Linked DNA regions of Mus musculus: region 2 is linked to region 1. A link is a contact called in public HiChIP or PLAC-seq data. All regions are on one chromosome and are shown on one strand. The core of a region is the stretch at or near the end of the contact, and the rest is flanking DNA. Distances in the headings are between cores, read along the strand shown.

Region 1 (6,526 bases), core at 2,185-4,684:
TCTCAACAGGTCACATAGGCCAAGGTTACTGAAGTATGTAATCCTTCCAAGCTCTGCTAGACCTTTTATGTAGACTGAAGGATTTAAGGCTTATTCCTTAAAGTTACTCAGGCCAGCTCTAACTACCGGGCGTAGCACACCGTGTGCCCTGGTCTACCTTTCTCCATTGCCTGTCACACACTTAGGGTTCTAGCTTCAGGGGCAGCTCTTAACCCCACCCACAGCCTCCCTCCCTCTACCATGCCTTTAATCATGCTGTTCTCTTGACTGGAGTGCTAACTCTCCTTTCCCTTTGCTCATCCCACTCATTACAAGGCTCAACTCAAAGTGGATTGCTCTTGTCTGCCGGAAACTGTATTTCTACTCCAACTCCAGCATAGAACAGAGCCTATGTGTGAGTAGTCTTTACTACCTATTTATTATCAAAATATGCATTTAAAACACATATTCTATTTTTCATTGTCCTAATTTAATGTGCTAGTAGATCTGTTTCAAGCACATGCTATTGACATTTCAGACTACTCAATTCCTTATTATACAGGCAGGGTACCTTCATCTGCACTGTAGCTCCTTGGAGATCCTTGGCTGAAATCGAAGATGCCAGGAGGACTCCACATCTCAACCTCCACCGTGGGTCACAACAACTAAAATAGTTGTCTCCGTATACTGCTAAACGCTCTAGAGTAGGGAGGGCACAACTGTCCACTGCTTAAGACCAGCCCTTCTCCAGGAAGAATACTGTCAGGCATGATTTTGCCTGTGAGAACATCCTGAGTTGACCTCCACAGTCCTGTTAGGCATCTTTTGCTGTCTTGAGAGTCATGAGCCCCCTCATGAGACAGGGGGCAGCATGAAGGCAGGGATCTTGTCTTAACCCTGTGCAGTAACTATAGGTACATGGTAGACTTCCCAGAGGTAACAAATGCCCACATCTTAGGCCTACCCCTCCAGCTGCCAGGCTCCCTCCTCCAGGCACTCTGCTCGTTTCTTTCTTTGCTGGGCAAGACATGCTCTTCCCTTGGCTCTTCTCACTTGCTCAGCACAATCAAGATGTCTACTGTTAATGCTTCTCCGTACTTCCCCAGCCCATTTAGACACACTGGGTCGCTCAATTTAGCCTCAGAATCCAGGGTTTCTACCGCTTTGAGGTCTTCCTTCAAGCTAGACAGGACTGACTCCTGCCTGAGTCAGAACTGAGAACATAGTGCACAAAGAACATGAACAGATAAATGCAACCGCTCCAGACCAGTGAGCCCAGAGTCCCGCAATTATTTATGATGCCACTATGAAACCTAACTCAGAAAGATGCTCCACTGGCGGGGCTGCAGCTCAGGAAGCCAATATGTAAGGATTTTCAGAGTAAAGCAGACAACTCTTGGGTACCTGAAGTTCCCTTCTGTAGGAGGAGTGGACCAGATAATTTGGAAGAAGGGTCTTTCTGGTTCTTTGCCTACAGCTCTGTGTTCTATGATGAAGGGCTTCCCGCTCATGGGACACCAAGGATATTTTGTACTGATGCTACTGATAAATGTTTATAGACAACGAAAAACTAAGCAATGCCAATTTATTGTTCATATTCAATTTCCATGTCTCTAGTAACACTGTAAATAAATGTGTGTGTTAAATACGGTTGCACCTGTACCTGTGTAATCTGTGGAGCCTGGCACTTCCACTCACACCTAGGAGACATACACCTCTCATGCCAGCTCTATGACCCAAGTCTTCCATGAATTTGGTGCCTGTAATACGTATGGTGCTATTGTCAGGCACAGGGGAAACAGGTACTGAAAGAGTGACAAGTTTCTGAGACCTGTAATCAGCCTTGCTGCCGGAAGTCCTGTCCTCTAACCACCTCCTCCATTATTTGTCTTCTGAAGCCACCAGGCTGTTTTCTCAGGAATGTAAACACAGGAGACTGGGCTATTCTTACTTCCATGTCTGCTCCGGGAGGAAGACCCCCAAAGCAAGCCTGGCTCTCAGGCTGGACTGCTCACACTTTACTTACCCATGCGCCTTCTGAGCAGATTTGTACTTTCTGCATATCTATGGGGCCATCCTCCAACTCTTGGATCTCAACCTCTTCCTCCTTTTGCTCTTCTTTCAGGGTCAAATTCAGAGGGTAGGCCCGGGACTCCATTTCTGCATTCAAGAGTTAGCAGACAATCAGGTGTCAGTGGGAACTAGTCTGTGAGAGGGCGGCTCAGGCACACACACACACACACACACAAACCTGTTTAGGTCAAAGCACTGTCTGCTTCCAGCTGGAAGGAAGGGGTTCAGAAAGGTGGCTGGCTTATTTAATTATTACAGAGGCTGAGGGCAGATAATTTATCTGGCTAACTTCAAATATTTAAAGAGCCCCCTGTGGCACGGAGACCAGAGTAGTTTTCACAGAGCCTCTGTGCAGAAGGGCAGAACTTAGAACAGTGGGTAAATATCCCGGGAAGAGGTTTCAAACAGCTCAGTGATGGGCAGAAGTTCCCACTGCCAGGACTGTTTGAGCACGGAATCAGGACCAGAGGAGGGCGGTGCTGATTTGCTACCACATCAAAGTATCTCAGCCTAGATAGGAAATTTAAATAGTTAGCCCAAAATAGTTATCACCTGGGTTTTCCAGATTCATAGGCGCTGTCCACAAGCTACTTCAGAAACTTAACAGTTTTTCTGCCTCAAAGGACCTCCCAAAGCCAAGTCCATGATGCAGAGAGGGGCGTGCCTGGGTGGCAGAGGCCAACCCAAACCTGGCTGGACTTCTCCTCGCCTCTGGGTCGCAAATCCTCTCTATTCGAAGCCTCCTCAGGCTGGTACAAAGAGGTTCCCCAGAAGAGACTGCGGGCAGCTGCTGGGTATGCAGAGAGTGTGCATCTGTGAGCTCCATTTCCCGGGACTTCCCAAGCAAGGATCTTCCCGGAGTTCAGAGTCAGCTTCTTCAATGTTTCTGGGGTGGGTGGAGGCATGGGGAGGTAGGAACACTCGTGAGGTCACAGGAGTCCCGGGACCTGAACTTGGCCGCGGCCTGTGCCCAGCTGCGGGGCGGGTGGTGGGAGGGGCCGGCACGAAGGTGCTCGCCGCCGCCCTTGCCCGCTCCAGCCATCTTGTCCAACCCTCTCCCGCCACCCCCGCCCACCACTAAGGTCCTCGGTCCACCTGCGGGGCGGCGACAGCCCACGCCGCCTACCTCCCCGGCCGGCCCGCAACAAAGGCGGCGGCGGAGGCGACACTGCCACCGGCGGCCCCCGCCCCACCGTGGCCCAGCCTCCTCCGCCGGCCTCGAGGACGAGCCGCCCGGATCCCGCAGCCCGCGCGCACTCACCCCGGCCGAGCGGGCGGCGTCGCCGCAAAGGGCGACGAAGGCTGTGGCCCGGCATTCACCGCGCCATCGTCTCCACCGCTCCCGCCGCCCCAGCGCGGCCCCTCGGGAGGGAGCGAGGACACGTGGTGGGAGGGGAGGGGTGGGCGGAGCCCAGGGTGTTAGGGGCGGGCTAGGGGCGGTGACGTCAGCAGGTCTCGGCGGCGCTTCCGGCGACCTCGGTGCTTCGAGCCGCGTTAGCCCGGTGGCTGGCTCACTTGCGGCCGCCGAGGTGGGCATTTGCTCGGAGGAACACCGCAGCCTTTCCGCTCAGGCATCCAGAAATGCTCTGTGCGCGGAGGGGTGACCGGGCTCATCGTTCTTGTTCTGTCCAGAACGCTGATCCAAGCATACCAAGAAGCGAACTTGAAGATTTTTGTAGTATTGCCCTTTAACTCCCAAGCATGTAGTTTCCTGGGCGTAGTAGGTGTGAAGAAGTTTTTTCGAGTTGTTTGCCCACAGCTCTGTGGAGAATATAGCAACCATGTTCCAGGAGACCTCGAAAATCTTCTTATTTCAGAAAAAGATTCTACAGTCGGAGATCTGTTTGGACCTTGTTTAAACAAACACCACACACACACACACACACACACACACACACACACACACACACACACACACTTCATACTTATTGAAAATACTAAAAGATTGAGTTCAACTTGGGGGTTGGTGATTTATAGCCAAGGAGAGGAAGGGGTGTGGATGTCAAGAGTGTGGATAATTACTAAGAGGAATTATCAAAGATTGAGGGATTCTTGCTAAACCCACTAAACTGGATTCTGGTTGAAAGCAGACCAGGGTGATCAGATAACAAATGTGCTAAACTGACTTAGGATTCTTGCTTAAATAAGGCTGGGCAAGCAGAGGTGGGGGTGGGGAGCACGGCAGCAGAGGCAGCTCAGGAGAGGGTTCAAGAGCCTGTGGTTAAGAAAAGAATCGTTTTTAAAAATCAAAATATTATTTTAAGTAATATGTGCATGGGTATGTGCTTATGCCTGAAGGCTAGAGTCATGGGATACCACTGTGTTGGAGTTACAGGTAGCTGTGAGCTGCCTGATCGGGGTGCTGGAAACTAAGCTCTGATCCTCTTCAAGAGCAGTGCACTTAACACCCGAGCTGCCTTTACAGCCCCCAGGAGAAGCTGTTGTTAAACATTTTACTTTAAACTTATTGCTTCTGTTCACTAATGTGTGTGTAAGCACAAATGCCAAGGCATAGATGAGCTGTGCTTTTTAATACATATAGTACGACACAGAAGACTCACTCTTGAAATGTTGTTATGGCTGACAAGAGCAAAGAGCAATGATGGCTTAATCACTGCACAGAGATTATTGATATATTGAAAGAGAAGGTTAGGATTCCTTTGTTGTTTTAATGGATAGCTCTTTTGATGTATATATTTATTTATTTTTTTAAGAATCAGGAATGGTGGCTTAAATTAATTGATATTCTCATTTTTAACTTTGCTGAGGGAAATGGCAGTTTCCATTGCAAAAGTGAGAAGGTTGTCAGGAAGAGAGCAGAGGGTGCTGGGCCATTGTTGACACCTTCTCTCAAAGGTGAACATGTGTTCCGAAGTAAGAAAAAAAGCAATGCTAAGTTTTAGTCTTTGAGAGTCATACACACACACACACACACACACACACACACACGTATGTATATAAGAGGCTAGTCAGTGACCCATTTTGATCTTTAATTTTTTTTTCAGAAAGATTTATGTGGATGAGTGTTTGTTTGTGTGTATGTCATTGTTTGCCCTGGAGTGCTGTGATACAACACCATGACCAAAAACAACTTGGAGAGGAAAGGGTTTATTTCAGTTTAACAGTTGTAGTTCCTCATGAAGGTAAATCAGGGCAGGAGCTCAAGGCAGGAACCCAGAGGCAGGAACTGAAGCAGAGACCACAAAGAAGTGCTGCTTGCTGACTTGTTCCCTGTAGCTTGCTCAGCTTACTTTCTCATGTCACTCGGGACCACCTGCCAGGATGATACCACCCAGTAGGCTAGGCCCTCCCACATCAGTCATTAATCAAGAACAATCTGAAGAAGGCAATTCCTCAATTGACATTCTTTCCTCCCAGATAGGTCTAAGTTCATGTTTAATTGACAAAAGCCAACCAGCACCATGCATATAAGTACTTTATGTGCCCATGGAGGTCTGAAGATGGCATTGGATCTCCTGAAGCTGGAGGAACAGATGGTTGTGAATCTCCTTGTGGTTATATCAGTGCTGGGAGGTTATATCAGCATGGTTCTCAGAGACATGAAAGGCTTTCCAATAGACCACCCCACCCCACCAGGGTATGCTGTCCAGGGAGGCAGACCTTCCAGAGCCTGTAGTCAGTGACAGGTAAGATCCCAATAACCAGGGCAACCTAAGACAGGCACGGTTTTCTATGTTGGTCACCCCCCCCCCCCCCCCTTGAGGTGGGATAACAAGGTCAGAGCACAGGACTTTGGCTCCTACTGAGCTGCCAACTTCTAAACTGAAAGGGGTCAGTATGTAGGAGGAGTAAATCAGTGTGTTCTGATGAGCAGTCCACAATGGCCCAAGCATGCTCAGCAAGTGTTTTCCCCATTCACTAACCCTGGAACCTGCCTGACACACTGAGACACACAAAGACAGAGCATGTGACCAGGGCAACCAATCAGCTGGTGCCAACTATGAGGGACCAAGGGGACAGGGTTGGGGGTATAAAGGCACTTCTCATTTGGCTCCCAGAGTCTGCGTTGTTGGTTCTGTGCCTTTTACCCCTGTACGCCCAAGGACAGTCCCAAGGGCAACATCTGGCCCTCTGTAAGAGCAACAAGTACTCTTAATTGCCGAGCCATCTCTGTAGCCCCCTTGAATTCTTATTTTGAAATCAGAGTCCCATGCTTTCAATGACTGTCAAGGGACCCAACAAAAGAGACTTACTGGCTAAGAATGCTTACTCTCGTCTCAGAATGGGTCCAGGTACTTTACTGGAGCAATGCATTTCAGACATGAATATTCAAGTAGTTCTCTAAGCCATACTGTCTGCTTGGCTTCCTTCAACTGCTAAAAAGAGGAGAATCTATCAGGCTTTCCCTCAGTTCAACGATTTGGTTCTTAGTGCAGCTTTACCCAAATGGGGAGTGGTTGAAGCAAATCTTTGAGACAGTGCATGGCTGCAGTAAATTAATCCATGGGTTCGT
Region 2 (6,526 bases), core at 2,793-5,292, 400 kb after region 1:
GGTCTTCAAAAGTGGCCTGTCCAGCCCCATACCCTGAATCTGTTCTACTTGTATCAAGTCGCCAACATGTCTTCTTTCTGGTACCTCCTGAACTTTAAAATGGAAATAGTGTTAGCATCTCTCCTGTAAGATCATTGGAAGAATAAATTAAGTACCTAAAATGGTTCAGGGGAATTTCTGCTGTAATACAAAGTGCCTGATAATGAACTTAGCAAGCCCATTCTCTCCTGTCTCTGTAGGACTCAATATAGTATTCCGCAAACTGATAGCTGTAGTGTAGAGGAGCCTTCTAAAATTTTAATTTGCATACAAATCATCTGGAGATCTTGTTAAAATGCAGATTCTAATCTGGCAGGCCTGGGTTGCTGCAGTTCTCAGAGCTCCTGGGTGATGCCTGCCTGCACTTCGAACAGCAAGTGATTCTCCCAGCGTGTGGTTTTCAGACCATCAGCTTTAATGTTACCAGAGAACTTGTTAAAATACATGCAGATTCTTGCATGTGTCCCTTTACCTTCTCTCTCTGACCCAGTGCTCTGGAGTAGACCTGGTGGTCTGTGTTTTCTTGAGCCCTCGTGTAAGGATGCTCATGGCTGTTGACATTGGCTGAAGAGGAGAACTGAAAAGAGCCTGGCCTCTGGCGTGGCACTCTGGATTTGCTGATTGGTTGTGTGGTCTTGAAACAGTCACTTAACCTCTCTTAGCCTAGCATGGAAGGCCCCCAAGTACCAAATTTTTCTAACCCACAGTATGGCTGCCTAAGACCTCAACTGAAATCAGATTCCAGCAAGACTCCCTGTCACTTCTTTAATGTGGAACTCTTTATCAGTATCTTCTCAGAAGACTCTTTTTTTTTTTCCCCAGGATTTCTCTGTATAGCCCATGCTGTCCTGGAACTCACTTTGTAGACCAGGCTGGCCTCGAACTCAGAGCTCTGCCTGCCTCTGCCTCCCAAGTGCTGGGATTAAAGGCGTGCGCCACCACGGCCCGGCCTCGGAAGATTCTTGCATGGCTGTGATGAGCTTGTTCAAAAGCATTTGGGAATTTTAGGAGATAAGACATAACTGTGAAGCAATGAAACCATACTTGACCAGTGTTCACAGTGCCCCATGGGTCACTAACACAGCTTTGGAAGCCAAACTACTACTAAACAAGATGTCAATTATTAGGAGAGCAGCATTTGAGCTTTCTTACGAGCTCGGCGTTTTCCATCAGAGTAGCTCTCTGATCACAGCTGTCTTAGATGGGGCTAGAGTATTTGACTGTGGCACTATCCATGGGTCTGTGAGGAAGACAAATGGTGGAATGGTGACTCACTCCAGGACCCAAGCTCCTTAGTGTGATCACTTCCTTCCACGGCTTAAAAAGCAAGCAAACAAAGGAGGGGGGAGGAGGAGGAGGAGAAGGGGGGAGAAGGAGAAGGAGGAGAAGGAGGAGAAGGAGGAGAAGGAGGAGGAGGAGGAGGAGGAGGAGGAGGAGGAGGAGGAGAAGGAGAAGGAGAAGGAGAAGGAGAAGGAGAAGAAGAAGAAGAAGAAGAAGAAGAAGAAGAAGAAGAAGAAGAAGAAGAAGAAGAAGAAGAAGAAGAAGAAAAAGAAGAAGAAGAAGAAAAAGAAAGAAAGAAAGAAAGAAAGAAAGAAAGAAAGAAAGAAAGAACTCTGTCACAAATTGGCAGTCTGTTAAGCTCCCTGGGTTGGCTTCAGCAATCATTCCTTCTTCCAGCCATGCCATCCACTCATAGAGGAAGCTTTCTATCTGGCTCAGTCAACGCAGGTCCTGGCTAGAACTGTCTATCATTAAGTAAATCCACCTACAAAGTAGACTCTGTCACTTCCACCTTCATCAAGAAATACTAATCGAGAAGGATGATGAGAGTTTTAGTTTTGTTATGTGTTCAGTAAGTTTTCTTTTAAAGTTTCAAATAACTATTAGTGGATATCTACTAGGTTCAAGATGCAGTAATAGTAACCTAGATGTGTTTGATACTTACCCACCACCATAAAACCACCTAAATGAACTTAAATATGTGCATCCCAGGTACCCCTGAGCAAACTTCCTTCTCAAGTAACCTTAGCTAGCTAGCCCACAGCTGAGAGTCTCAGCAGATACAGAACATTTCAGTACAAGGGGCAATGGCAGAATCCACAGGAAACCAGGCTTCTTTTCTCAGTCCTCTCCCTGTCATCTGGCCTCTAAGCCAGTTCTCTTATCTGCACCATGTGACACTGAGATGGTCTTGTGCATACGCCCCAGGCGAATGTCGCTTCCTGTGCCTTCTCCGTTCCACCTCTGAAGACTGCTCACCTTTCCTCTGCTTCAGGAGTCAGAACAGCTCCTGAAACTTCCACCACATGCCATTGCCTCAGGGGGGGCTTGATTTCATTGGCTGCAGCTGTCCAGCCATCCAGCTGTCCTTCTGCTCCTAGCACAACCAGGAAATCAAACTGTTTTCCTGCTAAACACATTCTTTCTTGCCTAGCAGCCTCTCCCTCTGGTCTAATGGGTCTATGCCATAGCCCATTATGAGATGAGGACTCTGAAGATGACGGCCCTACTATCATTTTTCAGGAGAGATTCACAGTTCCATAGACATGCCTGTCTAATATGGGAGAGAACGCTGTGCTGTGTGCCCTGTCTTGTAGCTGCTCACTCGTGAGCACACTGCTTGTTGGTAAGGTCACATCATAACTAACGCCTGTTGTCAGATCACGACACATCCAAATTCTCACTGAGCTTCTTTGCCCTTGAAAGCAAACTAAAGGCTTGAGCAAAGAAGGGATGATTCATCTACCTGTTTCCCCCTCCCATTACTCCCAGGACACTAGGGGTATGGATTCAAGTAGAGAGAGAAGTGTAACGTACCAGACACTGCAGATAAGGATGGGTGGTTAGATAGCTTTATCTTAGCTGTCTCTGGGAGAAAGCCATGTTAGATATCACATTAGCTACAAGGAGGCCAGTGTAGAAAGTAACCATGTGGCACTAGAGAGATCTGGAATAGAGACAAGTGCTATGGAAGATAGTCAGGGGCGTAAGTATATTATACACAACAGAGGGATCTGACTTGGCTACCTCTACAGCAGAGAAATAGCATTGTCTTGTGGGTCCAGAGTTGGATCGTGAGTCAGCAGTCTGGCAGCACTGTTTAATGAAGCAAGAACAGAATTCAGAAGCAGGAAGAGACGTAGACTATGATGTTCAGCACATTTGAGTGCCCTCGCTCGCTCGCTCTTCTTCCTCTCTAATAGCATCTTCTGTCTATGTCTTGTCTCCCCAGTGAGATCAAAGACTCCCAGAGGACAGAGTCCGGGTTTGAGTCTTCCCTTGAATCTTTTTACCAGTGGCAAGAAAGTATGAGGAGAAAGAGAGAGAATATGAATATATATTTGGAATCTTAGAGCATAGGTGGAATTGTGCAACTAGTGCTGGGATTCCAGAAGGCATTCACTTAGATGAGTGATAGAGCTAAAGCTCAAAGCTGGCTTGACAGAAGCACGCAGAGGTGATGACTAAAAGGACGATGGCAGTTTTATCAATAACTTATCAAGGGCCTGTTAATCTGCAGGTAATGATCACCTATAATCTCCAGTCCTTATATCTATATCTACCCTACAGAGTAGGTTTTAGTAGCCCTGCTCTACGGCTAAGAAAGCTAAGACCCAGAGAACATGAGTGCTATAACAATCCTGCGCATAAAGCTACCAACTGAGTGAGTTAGAGATATTAGAGCCCAGGGTTGCCTGCCACTGATGATCAAGTTCCTTGCATTTGCCCATATGCTGGAAGGGAGACTGTGCGTCATATACATGGTAGGCTAAGGAAACAGACTGAGCCTGAGGGTGCGCTGTCCTTCTGGTCAGCAGGATGGTCACAGCATACATGGCCAGCCACGCCCGGCAGCTGTGTCAGCTGAGCTGCAGGCACCACAGGTCCGTGCGGGATCCTGTGGGATTCAGGGTACCCTGTGGTCTCAGTGAGAGGCAAGCTGCACACACTCTGGGGAGGGCCCAACACTGTCTATTTGTGTCTTTTTTCCTGCTGCTTTAGCTGACTCATCTCATTGAACTGTGAGTCTGTCTTGTCATGATGAAATGCGACATCTTCAAATAAGCCTCCCTACTGTAAGCTGCAAAGAGAAGCAAGGACACCCAAAAAGAAAAAGAAAGAAAAAGTGGAAAAAAGACAAAAGAAAATGTAAAGTGTTAGAGTTTAGGGTTTTTGGTTTTTTACCCCATAAACTTATCTGAATTTCCCAGATTTTCTCAAAAATAAAAATCCTCCCTCTTTTTTTAAGAGTATTCTTCCTCCCTCCCCCCAGTTTTATTAAAAATAGATTCCTGGCTACAGTTTCCCCTCCCTCTACATCTCCCGGTTTGTTCCCAGCTCCGCAGCCCTCCAGATCCAGTCCCTTTCTGCTCCTCAATAGTCAAGAGCAGGCTTCCGTTTTGTCCCATTGATGGTGTCCTTTGCTGTACAGCAGCGTTTCAGTTTCATGAGATCCTGTTTATTAAGTTGTTGATCTTAGTGCCTGCTCTGTTGGTGTTCTGTTCAGGAAGTCGTCACTGGTACCTGAGTTCAAGACTATCCCCCACTGTCTCTTGTTACACATGCTATATTCACTTGGTATCCCTAGGAGGCCTGCTCTTTTCTGAATGGAAGTGGAGGAGGAGGGGATCTGAAGGGGAGGGGAAGTGGGGAGGACCCAACTGGGAGGAGCAGAGGGAGAGCAAAGTATGGTTGGGATGGAATGTATGAGAAAAGAATAAAAAAAATTTTTGAAAGATAACAAGCTTTTAAGAGACAACGCTCAAACAGGACAGAATAAGATATTGTAACTAAACTTATTCTAAGTATTAATAATATTTAATAACATTAGTATTTAATATTATAACTATTAAAACAAAAAACCATCACACTGAAGTTGGACAAGGTCTCTCATTCTCACCCCAAGAGCAGGCACTTGTTTACACATTCAGGAGTCCCATAAAAATACTAAACTAGAAGCCATGATATAAGCACAGAGGCCCTGGTGCAGACCCAGGTTGGCCCCGTGCTTGCTGCTTCAGTCTCTGTGAGTTCATGTGAGCTTTCCTCAGCTGACTCTTTCTCCTCATGTTCTCCATCCTCTCTGGCTCTTACACTCTTTTTAGTATTAATTTTTAAATTTATTTTCATGAGTGTGTGTCTGCCATATCTATACAGGTGCCCAGTGAGGCCAGAAGTGGGTGTTGGATCCACTGAGCTGGAGTTAGACGTGACTGTGAGTTGCCCAGAGTGGGTGTGAGGAAGAGAAGTCTGGCTCTCCACAAGAGAGGCAAGTGCTCTTACCTGCCTAGTGCTCTCTTGACACCCCTTCCACACAAATACTCTTCTTTTTCAACTAGGAAAACTTACAGACATATTTAAAATAATGTAAAAGTGTGGGAATAAAGAAATACCTAATGCTACAAAAGGTTTAGGAAAATATAACTAATTGTACTAACTTACAACTTTTCTGTTGCTCTTCCATTGAGAAATAATCTCTGTTTTTACAATCTGAAACATCTCCCATTCTATAAGCAAAATATGAATAGCAATTTTTAAAACAAAATACATAAGCTATCAAGTTGACTAATGCCACAGCAGCCTTTGGAATTCACAAACGATCAGGCACCAAACACGGTCGCAGAGATGCAAAGTCAGGTGAAGGTGATGTCCTCCACAGGGGATTTGAGTTAGACTAGCTAGAAACTGTCACACAGCAGCCTGGGATTCCATCCTTCTGAGGTACCAGAGGCCCCCAGAACAGAATATCCTGCTCTGTCAGCACAAAGCTAAGAACAAGTCTCCTAGCAAGAAGCAATGTATTGACCATCCAACAGGACGCTTCAAACTTTATCCTTCTCCCTGGCTATTCATAGTTAATTCCAAAAGGACCCTTTCAAGTGGTACCAACCTCTCACTCCATGGACCAAAATAATCCTGAAGCCTGTTTTAGAGAAATTTCATAGGTGCTCCAGGTAATCTGAGGGAGAAGGACGAGGGAAGCCCATGCTTGGATCCCCGAGATGGAGAGATTCTAGACCACAAAATCATAGGGAATTGCCAAGAGCAGGATCTTAGAGTGTAGTTAATCACCTCTGGGTCTGGGGCAGATTCTGACAACTGTAGGTCTGAGGCAAGACCTGAACTTGTAGATTGCTATCAAGCCTCCAGGTGGTGGCTTATACTGCTGGATGAGGACCACGTTTTGAACATTCTCAGCTTTCTTCATTACAGGAAAGCTGAGACTAAAGCTATACCTAGTTGTCATTTTTCACCAAGGTCTCATCATATACATTGTAGCAGTATAAAAGAGAGTGACAGCTGTTAACCAGATCCCTCCCTCATTTCTTGTGGGAATGTCAGATGTTATAGTGACTTTGTAAAATATTTGGCAGTTCCCTAAAATGAAACATAAATTACTGCCATGTCCTCATTCCTAGAATAATCAAGACAGACAGTTTATTCGAATGTATATGGTACAGCCAGAGAGTTGGGAGGAGACATCTAG

What was found. HiChIP or PLAC-seq counts read pairs in DNA pulled down with a chosen protein or histone mark.
Region 2: an H3K4me3 HiChIP or PLAC-seq map of bone marrow-derived macrophages shows a contact between it and region 1, with 4 times the contacts expected there. The contact joins the enhancer-like site here to the promoter of Pogk in region 1. A contact is called at or near these places in 3 of 39 promoter capture datasets (embryonic stem cells, hematopoietic stem and progenitor cells and hippocampal neurons), 1 of 484 Hi-C or Micro-C datasets (granulocyte-monocyte progenitors), 2 of 115 datasets of contacts at active chromatin or transcription factors (both in bone marrow-derived macrophages) and 1 of 9 other capture datasets (embryonic stem cells).

What each region holds. Positions count from the first base shown.
Region 1 is chr1:166,406,394-166,412,919 of GRCm38.p6, forward strand. It overlaps Pogk (pogo transposable element with KRAB domain), which reads right to left and starts at 3,435. Exons shown (of 6, transcript NM_175170.4): 1 at 3,314-3,435; 2 at 2,605-2,938; 3 at 2,006-2,139. The coding sequence starts at 2,623.
Region 2 is chr1:166,809,234-166,815,759 of GRCm38.p6, forward strand. No RefSeq gene overlaps it. Among named protein-coding and RNA genes, the nearest start is that of Gm33404, 43 kb to the right of the region's middle. Within about 2 kb of position 4,043, at least 27 of the 459 cell types and tissues checked have an H3K27ac peak or open chromatin away from gene starts, as enhancers often do. A contact at or near this core is called in bone marrow-derived macrophages and granulocyte-monocyte progenitors, where this site is marked.